2 separate regions of the Mus musculus genome follow, and region 1 is linked to region 2. Evidence: chromatin contacts called from public Hi-C data. All regions are on one chromosome and are shown on one strand. The core of a region is the stretch at or near the end of the contact, and the rest is flanking DNA. Distances in the headings are between cores, read along the strand shown.

What was found. A called contact is a pair of places that touch in the nucleus more often than the background predicts.
Region 1: a Hi-C map of the N1E-115 cell line shows a contact between it and region 2, with 4 times the contacts expected there. The contact joins two enhancer-like sites. A contact is called at or near these places in 6 of 39 promoter capture datasets (the C10 cell line, the HPC-7 cell line, liver and 3 more), 38 of 484 Hi-C or Micro-C datasets (8-cell embryo, B cells, the G1E-ER4 cell line and 12 more) and 2 of 115 datasets of contacts at active chromatin or transcription factors (both in embryonic stem cells).

Annotation. Positions count from the first base shown.
Region 1 is chr5:35,503,220-35,510,747 of GRCm38.p6, forward strand. Cpz (carboxypeptidase Z) reads right to left here. Exons shown (of 11, transcript NM_153107.2): 8 at 4,899-5,034; 9 at 3,453-3,592; 10 at 433-532. Among named protein-coding and RNA genes, the nearest start is that of Cpz, 19 kb to the right of the region's middle. Within about 2 kb of position 2,327, at least 2 of the 459 cell types and tissues checked have an H3K27ac peak or open chromatin away from gene starts, as enhancers often do. A contact at or near this core is called in the N1E-115 cell line, where this site is marked.
Region 2 is chr5:35,449,033-35,456,521 of GRCm38.p6, forward strand. No RefSeq gene overlaps it. Among named protein-coding and RNA genes, the nearest start is that of Gm40283, 39 kb to the left of the region's middle. Within about 2 kb of position 5,274, at least 31 of the 459 cell types and tissues checked have an H3K27ac peak or open chromatin away from gene starts, as enhancers often do. A contact at or near this core is called in the N1E-115 cell line, where this site is marked.

The sequences.
Region 1 (7,528 bases), core at 1,077-3,576, 51 kb after region 2:
GGACAGCCAAAGCCCACATGAGACACAGTCAACTTTCAGGGTGCTGTGGGTTCCATGTGAAGTGTCCCCCATGCCCATGTGTGTGAACAGTTGATGCTCGGTGAGTGGTGCCATTTTGGAAGGCTGTGGAACCTTTGGGAGGTAGAGCCTCCCACCATGCCCTCACTTAGGATGGACTAGGAGACTAAATGGAGCCCTCCCTCCTTAGGCTGCTCCTAATCAAGGATTTTGCCGCAGCTACAAGCAAAATAAGTATGCTACACACAGTGTCCCAGCATGAACCTTGGGTCCTGAATGTTTAGGTTTCCCAGAGGGAGGTGGCTCCAGGCTGCCACTCTCCCTAACCAAGCTGGCCGAGAATGGATAGAGAAGCTGGTGAAATGGGAGCCCTGCACTGACCTCCCCCACAGACGGGCACAGGCTGTGGCTCACCTGTGGTGACATCGTGGCGGATGCCTTTCACCAGAATCCGTGCGTTCTTGACTGGCTTTCCGTATTTATCTGTCACCATACCCTTGATGCCTCGGTGTACCTAGAGGCACCAGAGAGAAGGTACAGAGTGACGTCTAACCCCAATGTCACTCTCACCAGTGCCCCCCGGGCGCCTCTGGGTTGGGATTTTGCTTGTACAGCTGAGGCCTTGTTTCCTGTTTGAGGTACCTCTGGCAGTCTGACTCGTACCTTCTGGGTTGCTTGACCGACAATGAAGCTCTTCCTAAGGGTCACGTACACTTCCTTCCTGACCGCAGACACTGAGGACAGCCTCCACTGTCTATCCTTAGGTGCATCTGAGCATCTGTACCTCCCTAGCCTAGGAAGGCATTCGCGGTCCCTTCTGAGCGGAGGTTCTAGCAGGAAGCCTGGTGAGGACACAGACCAGGTCCTCAAACCCTCAACTCACTACTTACACTTGCATGTGTCAGTCTACACACCAGACACTCAGCGGTATCCTCAGAGTAAAGCCCAGGACCCCTGGAGGGCAGCCATGAAGCTGGACAGACTCAGCCCTACTATGAACTGACCTTTCTGCTTCCCAGCCACACCCCGTGCCTTCTGCACACAAGGGGGCCTCCTGACCCCAGAAAACCATTTGCTTCTGCACATTCAACTTCCTCAGCTACAGAATGGATCTTAGTGGGGCCGGAGCTGCCAATAACACCTAGGGCTCATAGTGCTTCTAAGATCAGCAAAGTCGGGAACCCAACAATCCCAGAAGTCCCCCACTGCTCAGAGCCAGCAGCTCTCAGTGGCTGCCACCCTCCCTCCTGACTCCCAGAGGCACTGAGGCAGACACAACAATCTAGTCACTTCTCTTCTACAGTTTAGAAATAAACAAAACAGGGTTGAAGGTTTGGGAAAAGAGGGCATGTAGATGTGGCTAGCACAGGCTGGGAGCTCAACTCTCATGACATGAACACCTAAGTGGTAGCTGGCTGCCCCTGAATGGGTGACCACTGCCTGGATGCTCCTGAGCACGGATTGCTGTTCTGTGGAGCTGAAACCAGAAATGCTATCCTGTAGAGGGAGAGGAGGAGTTGTTGGATGAGGACAACTGATGGTACGGAGGCCACTGTGCCAACCCAGCCAGCTCCTCCCTCCCTCCTCCTCACTCACAGAAAGACACTGACTCCTACAGAGCCAGTGGTCATGGCTAACCTGTGGTTCCCCCATGCGTGTATCCCTCTAGACCTCTGTGCCCCCCCACCTTTGCCCTCTTAGAATGTTCTGGCCATCTGCACTGACTGGCCCCTTCTACCACTCCCAGAAGCCCTCACTCCTCAGCCTCTAAGATGTCATTCCTGATGACGCCATAGCCTAGCTTCTCTCTCCCTGCTGGGTTTTACTGAGTGAGCATTTGTGTCTCAGGGCCTGTCCACGGGAGCCCCTCCCTCCAGTTGGCTAGTCTCTGATCTGCACCTCAACTGGGGTCCTCTTCTGCCACCCTGGGGCCCAGAGCTGAGCAGCAGGAGGAATTGGTTCTGCCTCTGCCTCTTCCACCCCCCCACCCCTGGGCCTGCTCAGGATCACTGTGAAAGTGACCTCAATTGGCCCTGACAGACCTGATCCTTATCAGGATCCAAGCCCGTTTTCCTGGGGGTCATCTGTCTCGGGGTAAGCCAAGTGCTGCGCGACTGGCCACCACTCTGCCTGCCATTAAATCTTCATACACTGAGACTTCATGTACAATATCCACGGAGCGATCCCAGTCCCACCAAAGCCCCTTCTAACTCATTTTCCCCAGACGACCACAGAATAGCCTGAGCACCTAGCTCTGCCCCAGGCCCTGCCTGTGGATGAGACACACCCTGCCTGAATGACGTGCCAGCTACCACAGAAAACAGTGGCCATGTTCTGTGCTACTTGGGGCTGTCTTCTTCCCATAGCTGCTGCTGTAGCAAGGCTCTGGCTGGTCTCACCTGGTGGAAGATTCCTGATCTCGCCAGAAAATAAACAGGGCTCAAGGACCGAACTTGGGGACACAAAGTCTGAACTTAAACTCCAGGCAGCTGCCATTGCATGGCCACTCCTCTTGCTCCCCCCACCCCCCAGCATAGCCACATGCCTCTGTGGCCACAGTGATCATTCTCTCGGGCCTCATCATCTAGGGGTGGGGCTGCCTAGGGCAGGGCCATCTAGGGGCGGGACCAACTGCGGAGCACTGTGCACTTGTCAAGGCCACCCTGCATCTGAATGTGCTGATGTCCCCAAAGCTGTTATCTCCCTATAGCTCTCCGTGCCTCGTCATTATTCTATAGCACTTGTGTGAGCTGTGCCGGGTGAGGCATTGGCTCAGGCACCTATTTCCTCTGACCCAGCAGACTCTAGCTCCAGGATCCAATGGAGGATTCTGAGGATGTATTTTCAATCACCCCATCACCTAGTCCAGATGAGCTCCATGCAGATAGGCAGGTACTCTTGGGCAGTCTACCCTTCAGCCTGCAGACCTCTGATGTGTGAACAGGCTGTATCCCAGAATCATCACCTCTGAGACCCACCCACCCCCATACATACTGTCCTCTTCACTCCTACAACTACCCTCACTCCAGTCTCGGGAAGGGACCCCGTAGGTCTCAAGTGCCTCACTGAGTCGCCTACTGCACCCCCTCTGCTCAGAGAGTACCCGCTCCTGCCTGGTTTTTCTTCCGTCAAGATTCAGCTTAATTCACCTACTGCTTCCTGATAGCTCCCGGGGCTTGGAGGCAGGCCAGCATCCCCTCCAGACTGCCAGTACCCCCAAAAGACTGCCAGGCCCCCACGTTCCCTTTGGCAATCATGCCTGTGAGATATGAGGGAAGAGATATGGTTGGGAAGCCCCAGTCTTGAATGGATGGTCAGAGAAGTCACCAACTTATGCTTCCACTGAGCCCCAGATAGAGCCAAGAGGACAGAGCCTAAGGGTAGAAGCTGGACTTCTTCCCCACCATGGGAAGCTTCCAGTGGGTGGGGCTCACCATCTCCAGGAAGTTGAGTAGGGGCTCCTTGTTCTGTTGCCACAGGCCATACAGCGCCTCCTCTGGGGGGAACTTCACACAGCCCAGTTCCACAGTGATCTCAAAGCAGTTGGTATGTAAGTAGTTGAAGTCAGACATACCTGTGGGGTGGGCAGCTGAGTGTCAAGGGCAAAGAGCCTGTGGCAGGCACAAAACTCCAGGCCCAGCACCACTTTGCACAAAGAGGTGATTTACACAGCCACTGTTCTTCCATGCATAACCCTGAGGTCAGGAGTAGAGGCCCTGACCAGGCCACAGAGGTAAACTTGATTTCAGACAGGTGGGTGGCAGAATCTTGTTCTCCCAGAGAAACTAGCCAGTGCACCTCACAGGTCTCTGTGTCCCAGCTATTGGGCCTACAGCCTCAAGGAGTCTGACAATGACCACAGCACACAATTGCCCAGAGTTAACAGCAGTCCAGGGAGACCTGATCATTTCCCAGAGAGGAAGTCGGGAGGACTACAATGTCGTCGTCCCCCCCCCCCCCCAGCTCTAAGGACTTTTGTGTTTCTGAGCTCTGCTGTCGGAGCTACCACTGCCACAGTCCTCACGGGTGCCACCTCTGCTCTGTGGCCCTGCCAGCTGCTGGAAGGAAGCCTATGGATCTCTCCATTCAGCCTCAACAGTAGGATCTCCCTTGTCTGCCATCTGGGGAACCAATGTACCTGAAGCCTGGAAAGAAGGGAAGCTCTCATGCCCCAGAAGATGGCATGTGCTAGTCCCTGGCAGCGTGACAAGATCAAATAGTAGCTTTGGAACACATGAGGACAGTAGCTGTTGGCCGCCTGAGTAGGTTTGGTGGGACACAGAGTTGCAGGGTGAGCAAGCCCCAGCCGTGCCAACACAGGCCTGTGAATCTGTCCCTTGCTCTCTTGCCCAGTGCAGAATGGTCTACCGGTGCTGGGGCACAGCAGAAATCAGGTGAAGGGGGCTGTTGCTAGGGAAGGGGCTTCAATGGGTGCTTCAGGGTGTGCATAGCATGTGTCTCCCACAGTGCACTTATGATACCTTCACCCAGCACACAGCAGCCAGTGAGGACTCAGAGGTCCGGTGAACGCTGAGCTTGGGAAAACCCGGAAGCCTTAGAGTACAGCACCCTAATATCTTACACAGTAAATATATCCCAACCATTAGGACCTGTTACCCAGAACCAAAAAGTCTTCTATTGCCCTGAGATGTCAGCTTCCCCGGGGCTCTGCCACTGCACCCCACAGCCCTGTTCAACCCCTAACAAGCAGCAAGGGCTTATATAAAAAGCTGATTATAAAATAAATTCAACAGTAACTGCTGAAGTCACAGGACCAGTCATCCCAGTTCCCCTTCTCCAGGCAGATGCTGACTAACTCTGCGGAGAGTGCCAGGGCTCTGCTGAGGAAGGCCCCACCCACCCCCCTGCTCAGGCCGCACCTCCAGTGAAGCTGTACCAGTCCGCCCCGTTGATGATGCTCCCCCGCTTCAGGAAGTTGCCCCCACACCTGTTCTCCGACCTGTCCATCATCATGGGGTGGACATCAGCATAGGCTCTGGCCAGAAGCTTGAACATCTGAAGATGAAGATGGAGGAGGAAGGTGGGTGTTCTGCAGCCCTCCCCCATCAATCTAAACGCGGGCTGGGCTCCAAGGTTAGGTCCGGTACCTGGACTGTCTGACCCCCTACCACTCTTCTTTCTCATCCCTGCCTTGGAGCTATCATCCCATGTTCCTCCATGGTCCTGTGGGTGAAGGCTGAAAGGAAGCTATAGTCATCGTCCCCATAATCCTGGGCACGTGAGCCTCAGGCCTGGCTTAGAGCAAGGCTGTACAGAGGCGCGGCCTGTCTGCAGGCTATGTGGGTAGGAGGGGTGCAGACATGAGGAATGTAGATGAAGTATGGCAGCCGGAGCCAGGAACAGTGGCACATGCTTTTAATCCCTCATTCGGGAGGCAGAGGCAGAGGCAGGCAGATCTCTGCATTTGAGGCCAGACTGGTCTACAGAATAAGTTCAGGGCAGCCAGGGCTACACAGAGAAACTGTGTCTCAAAAAAACAGAAAGGGAAGAAGAAAGGAAGGGCCGGGCAGTGATGGCACACACCTTTAATCTTAGCACTTGGGAGGCAGAGGCAGGCAGATTTCCGAGTTCCAGTTCCAACTATTAAGTGAGTTCCAGGACAGCCAGGGCTATACAGGGAAACCCTGTCTTGAAAAAAAACAAAAAAACAAAAAAAAAAAGGGAAGGAGGGAGGGAGGGACGGAGGGAGGGAGGGAGGGAGGGAAGGAAGGAAGGAAGGAAGGAAGGAAGGAAGGAAGGAAGGAAGGAAGGAAGGAAGGAAGGAAGGAGCAAAGCAACTACAGAGACCTAGGAACTTGGTCACCAGGCACAGCACCCCCACCACTCAGCAACTGCCTGGTGAGTGCCCTGGTGAGCTGCAGCAGTGCTGGCTCCTAGGACTGTGGCCAGTAGGAAGGGCTGGGGGCTGTGAGCATGGCTCCCAGGACTCTCCCTGGCAGGATAGAACACTGGCAAAGATGTCCCCTGAGACACCCAGACAGCTCCTTCCCTCACACACTCTCCCCACCTCTCCTGAGACTGTGGTTTCCACAGAGCCTGCCACTGGCTGCAGGCTGCACCGTTATTGATTGAGGATTGATGTCTGGGGAGCAGACTCATTTCTTCTGACTCTAGTGGGACCCATTGAGGTGAACCTCCTTGCTACAGACATCCCCAAGCACAGAGGCTGAGAGGCTGGGCATGGAGGGCCTCCTGCTGCTTGGGGTATGCCTGCCCACCCAGGGGGTGCACTTGCTCTAAGGAGGGACACGATCTGAGACCCCACACTGAATGAGTGTGCAAGCAAATGTATGAGTGTAAATGAGTGAATGAATAATTGAGTGAAGGATTGAATGAATGAAGTAGTCGGGGAGAGAGTGGGTGCATGAATGAGTGAATGGGTGAATGACTGGATAAGTGAGTGTGTAAGCTGATGGGTAGACTCGGGGATGAGAAGCCAGAGGATACAGGCATGGCTGGCACTGAGCTGGGTCTGGCTGCATAGAGGTCTCTGACAGCCTGTGCCTGAAGCATCCTTCCACCTCATCCTTGCCCTTGTGCTCCACTAAGAGAAGCTGCAACCCAAGGGAAACCCTTTCTAAGTCTAAGCCAGGCTGGGGTTCCTCTCCTGACACATGGGAACACAGGCATATACATACATTCCCAATGGTATATGCAAACACAAACATGAATGCAAATCCACCTGTATCCACACACAGCTACATACACTGTGCCCCAGCCTTGGCACTCGTCATGGATGCTGACCGTCCTGTCCCTGCTTGCTGTGTTGTTTTGTTTTGTCTTCCTCCATGGACAGAGTAGGAGGGAGAAGTTTCCTCCGCCATTGTGACCCAGAAACATGGAAGGTTCTAGGTAAGATCAGTATGGTGTACAAGTGTCCAACAGGGCTCAGGGACAGCTGTTCCCCTGGCCAAGTTGCTCAGAGATCAGGGAACCTGGAGTCTGGTCCTTGTCCGTCCTGATGGTCCCTACCTCCAGGTCCCTTCCCCTAGGTTTGAAATGAAAACTGCCCTTGAAGGTACGCCAGGCTCCCTGCACCTATCTGATTCGCCAGGAGACCTGACTAGAGACCAAGCCTAGCTCAGACCTGCACAGGCCCCACCTGGGACAGGAGCTTGCAGCCTCTAGTAATATAAGAGAGAATGGAGGCTTGGCCCCAGGCCTGGGGAACACCAGGAACTGCTGAGTCCTCCCCTCCCCTCCCCTCCCCTCCCCTCCCCTCCCCTCCCCTCCCCTCCCCTCCCCTCCCCTCCCCTCCCCTCCCCTCCCCTCCCCTCCCCTCCCTCTGCCAGCTTTCTTTGCCACAAGAGGGAAAGATAAGCTTCCTGTCCTGTTGTAACAAACAGGGCTGGGTGGCATAGCATGGCAACTTTAAGAGCTGGAAGTGTTCCAATGTTACTCGGTCACACATACTGTGGAAAAAAAAACAGTCCTAAGAAACCAGGGGCCTTACAGAGCCCCGCCCCTAACCTCTGCACCCAAGCTGGAA
Region 2 (7,489 bases), core at 4,024-6,523:
GTAGCTCATGAAGCCCTGATTCACACTCACAGCTAGCACCACTGCCTGTCTGTGTGGCAGTGACACCAGTAACTTCGAAGCAGTGCCTCTATTTCCTCATTCGAGATCACCAGGCTTGGTCACCATTCCATTCCCTCTCCTCCTTGAAGCCCTTCTCAATTGTGTGGGTCAGTCTGGAGTTCCCAAAGGCTGTCACAGGTCTGGACATTGGCCTTGCAACGCTGAACAGTGGCTTCACCCATGGCCCTTTTGTTCTGCCTTCTGACCCAGTCATGTGCCGTGCAGTGTAAAAGGCTTTCCGGGCCTCCAGATCCTGTTTGTAAACAGTCCCTCTCTAGGCACTATCCTTGCACATATGGTAATTTTCTCCTCCTCTTAGGGTATGCATCCTCTTAGGGTTGAAACCCTGTGGTGCCCACCTGGAGACCTTTGGTGGGTAAGTATGGCAGCGATCCCCCTAGGAGCAAAGGGACTTCATCCGAATCCTAACGCCACACTCTCAAGCCTTTATCAGATTCAGGACACAGCCTGGGACACTCCAGGACACGGGCACTCACTGAACAGGGTCTCTGGTCCAACCTGGGCAGATCTGGAAATCCTGTTCACTTAGCCCCTGAACTGTCATAATCAGGGCTCATGGGTTGTCCTTGTAATCGGAGGCATTTGGTAGCCATCTAATTAAATGTTCGCACATCATTAAAGTGATTTGCCATAAGCACAGTTAACAGTTTGAGAAATCCACTCCTGGCTGTCTCCATGGCAATCACTCCTGATCAGCTGCTCACACGCTCTGATGAGTTGGAGACACAGTACACCTACCATCCAGCCTTCCCAGGGTCCCCAGGAGTAAAGACATTGCTGGGCACCTGGCCCTGACCTCAGGGTATCTGCCATGAACCTGGTGCTGACCTTAGCCAGGGGTTTAATCCCAGTAAAAACTCCCATAGAGGCCCTCGTACCTCATGCTGGGGTAAGAAAAGGCTAAAGACGGTGAACTGTGACTCCCTGAAGGAACTAGTGGCCAAAGGAAAGAGCCTGCAACCCAACCTATAACATGGGCCGAGCCTGGGACCTTTTCTGTGGAATATTGATGATGAGAGGTGGGTTGGGGGAGAAAGGGCTTGTGGGAGGGAGTGAAACATGCTTTGCCCAGAAGGGTGACTGGATCAACAACATTCAGATATGGACTGGAGAGATGGCCTGATTGCTCAAGTGCTTGTATGCCAGCAGGAGGACCTGAGTTTGATCTCTGGAGCCTGCATTTTTTTTAAAATGAAGGTGTCATGGAAAGCAAGAGCAATCCCAACACTGGTGGAGGGAGGACCCAGATGGATTCCTTCCCGTTCCCAGCTTGTACCTGCCTCATAGCCACCCTTGCCTCTGGTGTAGCTTGAATTTTGTCCCCCAAAAGCTACTTTCCAGGTGGAGACACTGTTTTGGGGGACACTGGAGACCTTAAGACATGGGACTTAATTGGAGGAAGTAAATTGTGGAGGTGTGTCCTTCAGATGATCTCTTTCTTGGTCATTTCCTGGTGTTCTCTGTTTCCTGTCTTCCATGGGGTAAGCAGTGTCTGCCACAGGCTCCCCCTGCCATGATGCTGACTGCGGGCCTGCATCAAAGGGACCATAGAAGTTTTAGGTCAAAGTCTCTAAAACCATGAGCCCAAATGGCTCCTTCCTTCTGTGAACTTTTTTTTTAGTTATTTGGTCACCACGATTAAGGTCTAACTAACACAACCTGTGCACCCCCTCTCCCAGTGGCTGTCTGTCCTCAATGTATGTGTATGTATTTAGGGACACCCTACCCAGTCTAGGGCAGCCTCCCTTCCACTTGATCATATCTACAAAGACCCTGTTTTTAATGAGGTCCCACACTCGGCTACTGTGGCTCAGGACCTGAAGATATATTTTCAGGTAGTGAGAAGGACATGCAATTCAACCAGGACAGGAACAATAGGAAACTATATCACCCACCAGTCCCCTCTATGCTTCCTATACCTCAGAGTCATGTGTGCTGGGCAGCCCTGTGAATGTTGGCCCTCTGTGCTTGCTAAGTCATTCATCAGCAACTGAGACCCAGTCCTGGATCCCCGAGAACCATAGAGTATGGAGCCACAGAGGCACTGTGTGTGGCCAGTAAGTGTGGATGGTGAGAGAGCCACCCTCTGGGCACATTCAGCCCTCACGGAGTGGGTGGAACACAGGAATAGAAGATGGGATGGAATAAGGTCCCAACTACAGCAGCCCTTGATGCAAATAGAGTGTATTTGCTGGGCTCAGAGCCAGGGGCTAGGAGGGACCAAGGGTTCAGATTACCACGTGGTCCTCTGAGCAGCCCTGTAGGTTGGCTCTCCAGAGATCTCCTTGCAGTTGGAGAAAAGGCCAGCACCCCAGGAAAGAAGCCAATGAGCATGGCATACCCAGGAGGCAGAGGCAGTGCCCACCAGCAACAGGCAGAAGATGGCCTTAGGCCTGAATGTTGGAGAAGGGATGGGTTTACCAGGGCTGAAGGAAGTAGCTTGATGGATGGGCACTGAGTCCCTGGACACCCAGGCACAGCGTGCCCACATCAGGCTGCTGGCGCCAAAATTGTCTCAAAAGCCCATTGCAGACAGCGGCCCTGTACGCAATCCTGCAATTACATGGCAAGTCATTAATTAAAGAAGACCTGCTTTCCAAGCCTTGCAGGAAGCAGGCTTTGTGTGTGCATCCGCTCAGTGGTTATAAGCTGTGGTGGTAGAGAAACATTGCCGTCTGGGGGTATCGAAGCTGGATGTGGATTTTATCTCACTGCAGGAAACCTAGTGCGTGGCTGGGGCTCTAGACTCCCATGTACCATGCCGGCCCTGTGCATGTGAGAATGCTACATCTTTACTTGGTCCCTTTGCTTGGAGGCAGAGCAGAGATGGACCAAGTGGCCCAGAACCTAGAACAGGGTAGTGAGACAAGGTAGTGGGGTGCCCCCGGTTCTGTTAGAAAAGCAGAAAATACAACGGAATTGGGAAGATGTGACATGCAAAGGACATCCCACCATGCATCGCTTCTGTGGCTCACTCTTCCGACACAGTGCTTGCTGAGAGTCTCTGCCTGTTCTTGGGAGCAACCTGGAATTCTCTGTGCCCTTAACACCCAGCCTCTCTTTCTTCCCCCATCCCTTACCATCACAGGCTCCATTGAGCCCCAGTGTTACTCACTCAGATCATGTCCTATGGCTTCTGTCAGGCTCTGCTCCAGCCTTCACTGAACAGGGCCTTTTTAAGCAGTTGGAAAGGTAGGGGTCATACTGGCCTTGGGAATCCCTCTGCTTCTTTGTTCCCACCTGGGGCTCATCACAGGGTCTCTGGGTACCTCCTGCCTCTCTGATATTCAGAGAGACTGGTGTCCCTTAACATGCCCCACTTCTCCTCTCCCTTGTGAGTCTTGGGAATGGTTAATTTCCCTACCAGGAAGTAAAACAGCCAAAGGCCAAATTTGAGGTTGATTGAGTGGAAGAATCTGGAAGCGCTAGGTGTAGGGGAGCCAGAGAACTTGGCAGAACTCTCACCTACTGAAGGGAAAAAGAAGACAGCAACGAGCAGTGGTAGGCGACAGGAGAGTGGCAGGAGCTGTCAGGGCAGCATCTCTGAGGAGAAGCTAGGGGTTTTTTGTAAGGGTCACAGTAAGCAGACTCAGCCCTCTGCAGCAGTTGGGAAGGTGATATTCCTGTCCGCACCCAGGGGTTAATATGGGAATGTAGACATAGACTGCAGGTGGGGAGAGACCCCATCACATCTGGACACAATTTTTCCTCTAGTAATACCTTCTGTGCACCAGTCCCCTCTGGAACTGAGGTCTGGCTGCCAGTGAGGCTCTCCAGGGTCTGCCTTGCCACCCCATCATGCAATGTTACTGGTGTTTGGGTTACTCAGCTCCTGTCGTCTGAGGACTATGGACTAGCATCCTACTGATCTTTACCCAGCTTTCAAGTGTAGATTGGGAGTGATATCCCAAGAACCATCACTAAGACAGGGTCAGCGTGTGCCAAGTGCTGCATCACTTGGGCTCCTGGTATTTCCAACTACGTGTCTTCTGACTGCATGAACCAGTGAATAAACAACGAGAGAGGATGGTGACAGGTGGAGGAGCCAGGTACCCCATCTTCCTGGCCTATCCCTGGTGGTCCCACTGTCTGTGGGTCGCAGGAGAGACAGGGCTGGGCAATGCAGACTCCAGCCTTGCACCTGACTAGCCACTGGGCGAATGCCTCCCCAAGCCCATTATGGCAATTAGGAGTCAGCGTTCCACTTAACCGCCAGAGCAGCATTGTGGCTGGGCCCAAGGAGGCGGATGCTCCAGCAGTCTCGCCAGCCTGGAGCCCCAGGCTCATCTGTGTAGAGGGAGGGTGTCAGACCAGGCCCAGGGCACCTCCCTTGAACTTCAGTCTGTGTGAGCCTTAAGGGCTGTGGCTGAGACATTGGGGTCTGGGGGGGGGTAAGCAGAGGCATGTACTTGGTCATGTGTACATACACACACACACACACACACACACACACACACACACACACACACACCACTGGGCTCTGGGCTTCCCATCCCTGGTGCATCAACTCAGCTTAGCTGTTATGATGCATCATAGCACATAGCACATGCATAACACATATGTCAGACCTGAGCATCATCAACCAACAGTTAAAGCCTCATGGTCCAGAGGCTGAAGTCTGAGATCAAGACATTGTTGTTATTAAGTCACCCCTGCCTAGGTTCTGTCTCCAGATGTAGTCGTATACTGAGGTCCTGGATTCAGCCCTTCTTCATGAGAGATACAATTGAGACTTTTATCTCTCCTGCCCTTAGATGGAAGAGAACAGCCTTCCCCGCCCCCCCCCTCCCCAGATACTGCAGAGGTGAGGTCCTCAGGCTAGAGTCCTGCCTGGCTATCCTTGCCCCCTTAGCACATCTAGGAAGTTGCTGCATACCTCGGGGAAGCCGAGCACACTCAGACCCTCCAGTCTTGGGCCTGTGTTTCCTGAGTTTACAACTGTACTCTTGCCAGCTGTGTCCCAGAGTTCAGCACCCATAGTTGCCTGTGGTTTGGTGTGAGAGGGGCCACAAGCAAGCAAGTTATCTCAGGCAGCGAGCGCCTCGGAGCCCAATACTGCTGGTTTTCTTGGGATCCCGATGGATGGCGCTGTCTCACTCTGCCTGCTTTTCTGTTCTCTAAACATTCTGCCTTTACTCCCCAGCAGCCTCTCCCAATGACGTCACCCAGATGCGCTCACATGGTCTCCATTCTGGAAATACAGTGCTTTGCTCCTGGCCTGAAAACTGCCTCTGAATGAAGCTGCGTGATTCTGTGTGGTGGGTGATGTTGGGTCAGGCCTCGGGATGGATGTGGCTGCTGACGTTCTGGATTCCGTCTAGACGCTGTAGGAGTGTGGGCCACGACAAATTCATTAGCCGGCCTGAATAATTTAGACAGATTTGGAAGGCAAATGAACAAGGGGCTCCCCCATGGCCTTGACAGTATAGATTCTCCTTTAAGAGGCAGAATATAAATTAATAACAGTCCAATTGCCGCTAATGCCACGGTGGAGTGGGCGCGGCTCCCAGACAGCTGCTCATTAAGGAAGCCATTCATTTCTGTCCCCTGGACAAATTGGTTGGTTAAGCTCTCTGAAGCAGCCCGCTGCCCTGGCCAGAGCTGACCATGCTGCTAATGAATTGTGGGCTGTAAAACACTATAGCGGAGGAAGGCTCCACTGAAGTTGCTCTGTCCCAGACACCTCAGAAACGGTCTGTGGAGCAAGGATGGGCGCACCACCCAAAGGAGGGGAGTTTCTTTTTTATTTTATTGCACTTATTTATTTATTTAATGGGTGTGTGTCTGGGGGGGGGGTGTCAGAGGACAGCTTTGCAGGGGTTAGCTCTTTTCTTCCACCATGTGGGTCCCAGGGATTAAATCCTGATGGCAAGTGCCTTTACCTGCAGAGCCATCCCACTCTTTCCAAGAGTGGACTTTCTAAGAACTGTGGAACACCTATTTAAAATACGCGTCCATAAATACACATCCCCATATCCCCTGCCTGGGACAGAGTCCCAAGCACACATATCCTAATCACCCCAGGTAGAGGCTTGTCAGACTCCAGCCCCCTCCCCCAACCACTGCCCTATAGAGGGGAGCCTTGATGCAGCAGATCCCAGTCCTCCGTAGCTCTCTGGGAAGCATTCACCAAAGAGCTCCCGCCACAGAGCAGGAAAAACATTCAAATGAACAGAAGTAACAAAGACAAAATGGGGCATGGGGTGGTCTTTTTCCTTGAGCCTCAGTGGTATTAGCTACTTTGAGGTGCCCAGGTTGAGGGTAGCCTGCTTGCGTATCTGGGGCATGTGGGGATATTTTGTAGTCACCCTGGGAGTGGGTCACAGGGAAATGATCCTGCCCCCTTAGCTCTGATTTCTCCCTGTCCGATCTGTGGCTAGTGATGAGAGCTGTCTTTGAAGGGGAAGTGGTGGCCAGAGCAGAGTAGTTATGGGGAGGGCAGGGGTCCTGGGAACATGCAGGCCTTATCACTGATCAAAGCCAGGAGGTGCAGCCCAGCAGATGAGGTGTGGCCCCACCTGGCTCTCATTAAGGTTCAGCTCCCTCTAGCCTGGCCTGTTCTTGCTCAGCCCTCCAGACAGCCTGCCATGAGGCCTGCCCAATACACCTGGGGCACGTGGGGGCACCCACCATGGACCTAACCCTGCCTGCACCGACACCTGATCGCTGGCTCTGTCTGGAAATAGGAACCACTGCACTGGCCAGGGAAGCACGTGGCAGCCCCTCCCTCCACCCTGGCACTGTCCTCCCTGCTGGAGACTCTCTTGACATCTCTCGCCCTAGAAATATGCAGGATTGTGTAGTCCTGAGTGTTGATTTGTTTTCTTATGCTGCCTGACCACTGGGCAGACCTGGAATGACCAGTGGTCCCCAAAAGATACTTGTAGATAAGATGCCCTTGCTAGACAGCCCTCCTGGTTGAGGCCTGCTATGGTTTGAGTCTTAAATATCCTCACAAATAGCCCGTGTGTTAAAGGCTGATCCTCAGGGTGGCATTGCTAGGGAATAATGGAGCCTCCGAGATATGACCTAGCAGGAGGTTTAGGTGGTTGGTAGAGCACCCTTGAAGGGGTTAGGAAGGTCTCTTCCTTTTCTGTTTTTCCTCTTCTCAACCACACGGGCACTTTTGATGAGCCATGAGCTCTCACCTCCATGTCCACTCCCTACCCCACAACAATCCTTAAAGCAACAGGGCCTTCCAGCTCTGAGCTGCAACCTTCAAACTGTGAGCTACCATGTCTATTTCCTCTCATGCACTGATTATCTGGCTGCTGCATGTGTCTGTCCATCTTTCCCTCGTGGTTCCGCTGTGGGCTGAAGCCTGCTGTGGCTTTGAGGTTTAAAAGCCCTTGGTCTCTAGTTTACATGTATAATGAACTGTTGATCGTATCCACCTGCGTGGGTGTTT